Linked DNA regions of Sus scrofa: regions 1 and 2 are each linked to region 3. Evidence: chromatin contacts called from public HiChIP or PLAC-seq data. All regions are on one chromosome and are shown on one strand. Each heading gives the region's core, a stretch centred on a gene start, on an enhancer-like site or on the middle of the called end of the contact. The rest is flanking DNA. Distances are from core to core; before and after follow the strand shown.

Region 1 (2,760 bases), core at 92-2,591, 70 kb after region 3:
GCCAGCAGCTGTAGCTCCGATTAGACCTCTAGCCTGGGAAACTACGTATGCTGCCCCAGTGCGGACATAAAAAGCAAAAAATGAGAAAAAAAAAAAGAAAGAAAAGAAAATCCCACCCTCTTCCCTCTTGTATTACCACTCCTTTTTGCTCTGCTCCCCTAGTAAGAGTTGTATACATACTCTGGCTGCCTTCAGTTCCTGGCAGGATCCAAGCCACCTCTGTGACCTACACCATAGCTCACTGCAACACAGATCCTTAACCCACCAAGTGAGGCTAGGGATCGAACCAGCCTTCTCGTGGATACTAGTCAGGATAGTTACCTCTTGAGCCACGAGGGGAACTCAATTACTCTTTCATTTTCTCTTAAATCCACTCCATTTAGGCTTTCACCCAAACCATTCTACCATTCTACTTAAACTGCTCCTTTTAGGTCACTAATGTACTAATGTATGTCTCTGTTACACACACACACACACACACACACACACACCAGGATAAAAGTCCCGTGCTGGAAATTTTTGTCCATTTAGTTCACTGTTGTATCCTCAGCACCTCCAATCCCTGCAAGAGTTCTCTCTCAATTCCAAGAGTCTGATTGAGGTTTCAAAGTATGAAGAGAGGGCTCAAGGCGACAAAACGGCCAAGATGTAAGAGGTTCCTCAGGCCGCTAAGGCAGTCGGGGAGACGCTAGGTGACTAAGTAGCTTTTTCTCTCTTTGCAGACCCTTAGGTTTTTCTCCAGAAAGGAATGGTCTCAGAGAGGAGAGAGTAGCCGAGGTTTTCAGGAGGGAAATTCGGGTCTGCTGCCTATCAGAATACCTACCCACGGACAACTCCTTACATGGATTCTCCCATAAAGGAACTGTACAGACTGCCGGAGGCCGCTGCCGACGCTAAACTAAGCCAGAGGCGCACTAGGAGGGGATTCCGCAAACCCGGGGCTGGAGAGGACTAAAAAGACCTGACGCTCCCACGCCCCGGATCATCCCTCCTTCGACTTGCGAGTTTCTCCTGCTGAGTGAAGTCTGGCGCTAAGAAAGAACGATTTCGCCGCGTGGCCTCATGGGAGATGTAGGCTTTCACGAGTTAGGGTAAGAAGGACCTTTTACAAAACTTTGGCAGGAGGAGCAAAAAATACGATGTGCACTGGAATCCAAAACGATCGTCACGCTCACACAAACCCTAAATACACATTTTCCCCTTTCCTTAGCCTGGGAGAGGCTCCAGAGGGGCCCCTCCTCCAGCTCAGCCCCAACGTCCCATGTGCCTCCGCTCTGTTTGGGCCGGTCTAGCTCTCTCCTGCTCGCTCGCTTCTCCATCTCTCTGTCCAATCGGAAGTGCGTTCCCGGCCAGTTCCCGCAGTGCCTTGCGGCTGCCATGGCTGCCCCCGGCTGGCAAGGGATTGCGCTCCTTCGGACCGTCTTAGGGGTCTGGACGCGGGGCCCAGAGGCTGCGAGAGAGTGCGCGGCCCGGCTCCCCTCGCTCTTGGGCAGTCAGCGGAGGTGCATTTCCTGTGTCGCGAGCCAGGCTTTCTCTGGTCCCCGCCTAGCCTCGGCTTCTCGCCCTAATGGCCACAGCTCAGCCTTGGACTGCTTCCTCGGACTCTCTCAGCCCGATAGTTCGTTGACTTTTCACGTCCCCGCCGTGTCCATGCACAGAGGTAAAGGGCTCAGACAGATTTGTACGCGTCCGTGACGGTTTTAGCACCGAAAGTCCCACGTCCTGGCAACCCTTCAGCTCTGGGCATAGCATCTTTGGCCCTGTGTTGTAGGAAACGATCTTGGGAGTTCACTGGTGGTCTAGTGGTTAGGATTCGGCGCTTTCACACCGCTGCGTTCAGGTTCAGTCCCTAGTTTGGGAAGTGAGATCCCACATCAAGCTGCACGCCAAAACCAAAAAAAAAAAGGAAGGAAGAGAAAATGATTTTGAGGGCGAAAGGTGAGAAGTGGAAGGTCTCACAGGAGAGAGGTACTAGGTTCTAGGAGTTTTCAAGCCAGAGGGAACTGATGTGGTCACAACCACAGAGGCTCACAAGAGCAGCAGATTAAAGAGCCACAGTGGAGCAGACGCGACCCAATAAGTGCTCTCATCTACTTGTCAAGACCCTGAACAACAGGGAGTAGGGGGTATTAGGGGTGCTGAACGTGCGCTACGGAAGATCCTCCTATAACTTATAGTTGGCTTTCTATATATGTAGTTCCTCTGTTTCTAGGATTCCCAAGGATTCAACCAACCGTAGATCGTGTAGTACACATTTAGTCAAAAAAAAAAAAAAAAAGAAAAAAAAAAGCATATAAACGGACCAGCGCAGTTCAAATCCATATTGTTCAAGGGTCAACTGTGTACCTGGAAATTGCATCCTCTATTCAGGGTAGCATAGGCTAGCGTCTGGTAGGGAGGCTGGGCACCAAAACTGGTAATTGCATTGCGATGTCATAAGGAGTAAATACATGCAGTTTCCACTGTGGCACAACGGAAATGAATGTGTCTAGTATCCATGAGGATGTGGGTTTCATCCCTGGCCTCACTCAGTGGGTTAAGGAACCAGCATTGCCGTGAGCTGTGGTGTAGGTGGCAGATGTGGCTTGGATCCCTTGTTGCTGTGGCTGTGGTGTAGGCTGGCAGCTGTAGCTGTGATTTGTGATCCCTAGCCTGGGAACTTCCATATGCCTGAAGTTTGACTCTAAAAAGCAAAAATGGGGAGTTCCCGTCGTGGCGCAGTGGTTAACGAATCCGACTAGGAACCATGAGGTTGCGGGT
Region 2 (3,055 bases), core at 199-2,698, 110 kb after region 3:
AATGCTGGATCCTTAAACCCACTGTGCCTGGATGGGGCTCTAACCTGTGCCTCCACAGCGACTTGGGTGGCATTCTTGACCCATTGCACCAAGGCAGGCGGGAACCCCTGGCCCAGGTCTTACAGAGGTGTAGGTTTGGCCTCAGTGCTCTCTGGGGGTCTCCCTAGTGACCTTACGGCTAGCTCTGGTTTTCAGGGAGGTAAAGAATCTTAAATTCCCCCACAGGGGTAAGGTCTTAGTGAGGGAGAGTGGGGATTTCCTGTCCCAGGGAAATCAATTTTGAGATCCACACTGAGCCAGAGGCCATGTTCTGGGGTGAAAGTTTCCAATGGATTCATCACACCTCTCAAAGGTGGACAGCTTCCTGCCCTGGCCCAGCACACCCTCTTCTGCTCAATTCTAGAGCCAGCCCTAACGACTCTGTGCACAGGCGGAGAATCCACACTGACAGTGGGAAGTAAAGACAGGAGGGATTCCTGCAGCTACAGGCCTCCAAGCTGTCAGGAAACAGGCCCTCTCCCCAGCACCTGTGAGCTTGGGCTGCACAAATTGATGGCTTGAAAGGCTCCAGCCTCTTCCTCAAATTCCCAAATATACAACATACACAGCAGCCTTAGGACAAGATCCCTCTCATCTCCCCAATACTGCAGTCCCCCGGCCCCACCTAAGCTCACAGAAATTCTGGAGCCTGCAGCATTTTGCAACCTGAGCGACACAGCCCAGAGCCCGGTTTCGCAACCTGTAGAGGCCGCACCCGCGTTTCCCAGGCGGGCAGTGCCAATAAACCAGCACGCCCCAGCCTGCTGGGAATTAACGGGTCTGTGCCCAGATGGGCACCTGCCTTCCAAGGCTGCGTGACCCACCCTAGTCCCGGGCGCTGGCATCCAGCCAAACTGTGTTCCCGGAACCCCAAGGCTTCAGTTCAGGACCCCCTAGGCCACAGGGGCGACCCTGCTAGGGGAGGAGACGAAGGAAGGAGGGAATAAACACCGGCAAACACGCAGCGGGGGAAGGCGGGGGGAGAGCCCGGCGAGTGCCCGAGAACGCGGGGCAGGAAGGTGGAGCACAGGGGTCCCTCCTGAAAGGGTCTCAGGTGCGGCCCGGGAAGCCGCGGACTCAGGCCCCACCTCCCGCGCTGCCCCCCACCCGCGGAGCCCCTCCCCGTCCGCTGCCCAGCCCGGTCCCCGCCCTCCCGGGCACGGCCCCCCGCCCCAAACGTCTCCGGCCCCCCTCCCCCGCCGCCCCCTCACCTGAAACCACCAGCGCCTCGTTGGGCCCCACCGTGTGGCAATTGCCCATGGCGCCGGAGGGACGGAGGGCCCTCGGGGGGCCGCCGAGACCTGGACAGCAGCAGCGGGCCCGCACCGCCGGCCGCGCCCAGCCTATCCCGCCACCCCCAGCGGCCGCCCGCCGGCGCCCCTCCGCGGCCGCAGCCTCGCCGGAAGTGTGGCGGCGGAGGGCGGGGCCGGCGTGTGGAGGGAGGCGGCCCGAGCCAGGCTGTCAACACGCTCGATTTTAATTTTCAAAGTATTTGGCCCAGCCTGCCCGGCCTGTGGAAGTTCCCAGGCCAGAGATCGAACCCGGGTCGCAGCAGTGACAACGCAGGATCCTTAACCTGCTGTGCCATCAGGGAGCTCTTCAAGTGGTTGTATTACACAGAGCTGGCATCGTGGGGGCTCGGCCCTCAAGCAGTCCTGAAGGCGTTCCTTGGGGAGCCTGGATAACAACTGCCACGCCCCGCCTCGCCTCCCAGCACCCACCTTACAGGGGTGGGCCCTGGAGTCAGCCCGCCTGGGCCTGGGCTCCGATCTCAGTCCCTGCTCTTTCTAGCGGAGATCCGGAACGAGTTCCCTCTCTGGCTGCCTAGTCCCGCCTCTGGAAAGTGGGAATAATGTAACTAGGTGATCGCAAAGGGCACAACTGAACAATTCTCCATACTGATGGTGCATCAGATTAAAAATGCCCAGGCCTCCATCATCCAGGGCTGAGTGTTCCTCAGGGTAGAGCCTGGAGATAAGAAATTCAAATTCCTGAGGAGCAGCATCTGGCACAACCGCCCCCCCTCCCCGCCCCCCGGGCTTACTGTCACTCTCAGGAAGAAATCATCACCCTTTATTTCCTTCAACCAGGAAAAGAGCTCTCCAGGACATATACCTTGAAGCCCCCACAAAGTGACCATGGAGGTAAAAATCTCAACCACCTCAGTGTCCAGTGCATGACCATAGCCTGGTACATGGCTAAGGCTTTCAAGGATCACCCAGAGCCTTAGAAAGCTTCCCAGCCCGGAGGTTAGGAGGCTTGGGGCTCTGGTTCAGCTTTAACTGGAATTCGGCGTGTGACCTTGGACAAGTCTGGTGAACTCTGAGGGCTGGTGTAGGGTTCAGAAGCTGCGGGCTCCTCAGGGTGGGGGCTGCTCAGAGAAGATGGGACTCCTGGGTCCACAGGCTGGGGCTCTTCATCAGATTCAGCATCTTCCCCTGGCTCAAGCCCTGCCAGCCTTTTGCTGGCCTCCCACAGCCGATGGGCTGCCCGGTCGTCTCTGGCGGCTGGGGGCACCTCTTCCACATGGCAGTTGGCAAAGTATCTCCCACTGAGGGGCTCAATGCCCTCCTGCAGAGCGCAGTACAGAGGTGTCTGGGCACCCCCTCGTGGTGCCCGCAGCACCAGCCAAGCCAGTGGGCACAAAAGTGGGCGTAGCCATCTGGGAACGTGGCGTAGGAACAACTCTGAGTTGACGGGACCTGGGAACAGGAAGAAAGGAAGGAGAGGGAGAAGAGTGGGTAAGGGCTCATGGTAAAAGCAGCAAGAACAGGGTTAGAAGGGAGGAGGGAACAGAGTCCAATTCCAGGGGAACCAGGGTAAGATTTACCAGGCATTCAGGGCCCCACAAGCCAAGCTAACTCATTTCTTTTTCTTTTTTTTTTTTTTTTTTTTTTGTCTTTTTAGGGCCACACCTGTGGCATAAGGAAGTTCCCAGACTAGGGGTCAAATTGGAGCCACAGCAACTGCCAGATCCACGCCTCAACTGCAACCTACACCACAACTCATGGCAACG
Region 3 (2,887 bases), core at 212-2,711:
ACCCCAAAATACTGAGCCATCCTATATACCCACCATGAGCTGGAGAAATAGGAGCAGAGGCTTGGGATTAATAAAAAAAAAAAGTGACCAACAACATTGGGAGAAGATGGGTCAGAGGAAAACAAACTTGACAAGTACAAAGCCCCCAAATGGTTGGGGACTCAAAGCAAGTGACATCATGGAATAACAACCTAGAAAAGTTCTATGAGGACATTCACCTAACCTCGACTGTGGTCTTCCAACAAATGCAAGACCTAATCAAAGCCAAGATATCCTTTAATCCAGCCTGCACTACAGCAAATCACGTATCTAGGTTGGGAAATGCATTACATCCTCCTATATGTCTAGAAAAGGAAGAGAAGAGAAAATGCTGGCGTTAGGCTGGACCAATCCTGTGATTCTGTATACACAGCAACTCAAGCATGGGAAAAGTCATTAACCAAAGGGCTTACGGTGTTGGGTCAAGAATCCACCTATTTCCTCTCCTAACCCCAACCCATCTCTCCTGCCTTGAACTGACTCTTACAATATAAGGTATATTAAGCTACAAATATCTGTACCCTATGCCCACCCGAGCAGACACCAAGTTGTGTTTTGAGCAACTTTTAAGACCCTCTTGAGGATGGGAGCAGGGAAAGGCTGAAGAGCAGTCACAAGACTAGCTTTAGGTCTCTGTAGCTGACAGGCCTGGGCTCTGAGCAGCTTCGTGGCTGCTGGTTTCCAAAGGAGACAGCTTATGCTTCACCTCACCTTAACTGTAAATGCTTAATGCCAACAGCTATGAGTCACATGATAGGATTTTTTCAAAAATACATTTTGGGAGAGGAAAGAAGAAAGCAAGATTTAAGCAAGCTTAAAAACACCACTGGGTTTTCTCCTTTGGAGAAGTCTGAGTGTAGTTAAAGAGAGGAAAAAGAGAGTCGAAGAGATTCAAATACACTGTCCCCCAAATGGACAGGTAGGCCTGAAACCAGGGAGGAAGGATACCTTCATTCTTAAATAGAGATTCGGGGCAGTGGCTAGCAGAGACTACTTGGGGAGAAGGAGGAAAAGGTCCAAAGTCAGCCTCTAAGACCAAGCTGCCAATAACGTCTTTCCTTTCAACTGGCTCAGCCCTTGACAGCACATCTTTGGGTGAAGCTGTCAGAATGTGTTAAGGAATCAAGCAGAACAACAGTGAGCTGCTCACTGTCATCTTACCGTATGCCTCCAAGTACACTCCCTCCTCACTTGTGCCTCTAGAAGCCTGGAACCAGTCACAATGCAGTGAGCATGCAGATATGGGTGGCCAGGAAACACAGACAACTTTCTCATGCAATTATCACTTAGAAAGAGAAAGGCTGGGGAAGGGCTGAACAGCAGGTCTTGCTTACTATGTCAAGCAGCTGAGAAGGAAGACTGTCACCTCTGGCTGTGTCATTACACAAGGTGGATTCACTGGCCAAATTCTAGAACTAGCCAGGCTCTGAGTCTCAAAAAAAGGAAGTCAAGAGGCTAGACCATTTTTAACTTCTGAAGATGATCTCAAAAGGAGAACCGGGTGGCAAACTACAGCCTACAGGCCAACACAGCTGCTGTGCTTTTCTAGAAAGTTATACTGGAGCACAGCCACACTCACTTGTTTACATACTGTCCACAGGTGCCTATGCTCAGTGACAGTAGAGAAGTGAGTATGTGCAACAAAGACTCTAAGGTGTGATTCACAAACCCTAAAATATATACCATCTGACCCTTTATAGAAAAAGTTTGCCAATCTGTCACAAAGGATTCAGGTAAGGTGCTGAAACTCCTTTTCTACGAAAGGGGAAGCCTAGATGCCTCATTGATTTCTTCCCTTTTTGCTCTGAAATGAAGGTCTATTCCAAATTTAGGGCATTTTACACTTGATACTATACGTGGTACTGAGCCAGGAACAGAATCTTTTCCTTGCACATCACAAAGTACAAGGACAGAAGGTTGGACTCGGGGAAAACATGAAGTATAAACTAATTCCAGCCAATTTAAGATAGAAGTCTAACAGACAGTAATTAACAACTCAATCTTGTGGGAAGAATATTAACCGGAATATGCCCAGAGAGACAGAGAAAGCTAGTTTCCTATCTCTTTTGGAAGCAAAAGCTTCTTTACTTGCTATCAATTGAGGGCAAAGGAACATAAGGCAGACAGCAAAGCCAAAGGGAACTGTCTGTTTCCATGGTAGAGAGTGCTCAGAGAGTTCAAAACAACAGCACAGTGGAAACAGTTTGTTTCAGAGGTACAGTAAGTAATCTAGACTGTTGAGTTTTTGTTCAATTCCTCACGGGTGTTCAAATTGGAACACTTCTTTGAAGTGGGAGATAGATATATATATATATATATATATATATATACACACACACTATAAAACTCCTTATAACCTTGTTGCTCAAGAGATAGCTATCAGCAACAATTAAAATTAAGATGATATAGGAGTTCCTGTCATGGTGCAGTGGAACCGAATCGGACTAGGAACAATGAGGTTGCGGGTTTGACCCCTGGCCTCACTCAGTGGGTTAAGGATCTGGCATTGCTTCGAGATGTGGTGTAGGTCACAGCTTGGCTCTGCCGTGGCTGTGGCTGTGGTGTAGGCCTGTAGCTGTAGCTCCTGATTTGACTCCTAGCCTGGGAACCTCCATAGGCCTTGGGTGTGGCCCTAAAAAGAAAAAAAACCCAAAACAAAAACAAGAACAAATTAAGATGATACACATTGGGAAATTCTAGTATTTAAGAGGACCTCTGATCAGAGCAGTGTCTCACATTGCTGACATTTTTACAGCTGCCTTCTTGCTGTTTGTGAAGAAGCAGTGTCTTGGAGATATCAAGGTCATGGTCAGTGTACCACAAACGTGCCTCCAGGACAGCCCAAACG

Evidence for each region. HiChIP or PLAC-seq counts read pairs in DNA pulled down with a chosen protein or histone mark.
Region 1: a contact with region 3 is called in an H3K27ac HiChIP or PLAC-seq map of alveolar macrophages. The contact joins the promoter of ERAL1 here to the enhancer-like site in region 3. A contact is called at or near these places in 11 of 47 Hi-C or Micro-C datasets (adipocytes, alveolar macrophages, embryonic fibroblasts and 5 more) and 1 of 2 datasets of contacts at active chromatin or transcription factors (alveolar macrophages).
Region 2: an H3K27ac HiChIP or PLAC-seq map of alveolar macrophages shows a contact between it and region 3. The contact joins the promoter of FLOT2 here to the enhancer-like site in region 3. A contact is called at or near these places in 2 of 5 promoter capture datasets (fetal liver and liver), 13 of 47 Hi-C or Micro-C datasets (brain, embryonic fibroblasts, epiblast stem cells and 8 more) and 2 of 2 datasets of contacts at active chromatin or transcription factors (alveolar macrophages and skeletal muscle).

What each region holds. Positions count from the first base shown.
Region 1 is chr12:45,081,645-45,084,404 of Sscrofa11.1, forward strand. It overlaps ERAL1 (GTPase Era, mitochondrial), which reads left to right and starts at 1,342. Exons shown (of 10, transcript XM_021067490.1): 1 at 1,342-1,660. The coding sequence starts at 1,378.
Region 2 is chr12:45,119,055-45,122,109 of Sscrofa11.1, forward strand. FLOT2 (flotillin-2) reads right to left here and starts at 1,449. Exons shown (of 11, transcript XM_021067496.1): 1 at 1,251-1,449. The coding sequence starts at 1,299. It overlaps DHRS13 (dehydrogenase/reductase SDR family member 13), which reads right to left. Exons shown (of 5, transcript XM_021067495.1): 5 at 2,092-2,741. The coding sequence ends at 2,290.
Region 3 is chr12:45,011,755-45,014,641 of Sscrofa11.1, forward strand. All of the region lies in intron 2 of FAM222B (protein FAM222B), which reads right to left. Among named protein-coding and RNA genes, the nearest start is that of TRAF4, 38 kb to the left of the region's middle. Within about 2 kb of position 1,462, at least 5 of the 83 cell types and tissues checked have an H3K27ac peak or open chromatin away from gene starts, as enhancers often do. A contact at or near this core is called in alveolar macrophages, where this site is marked.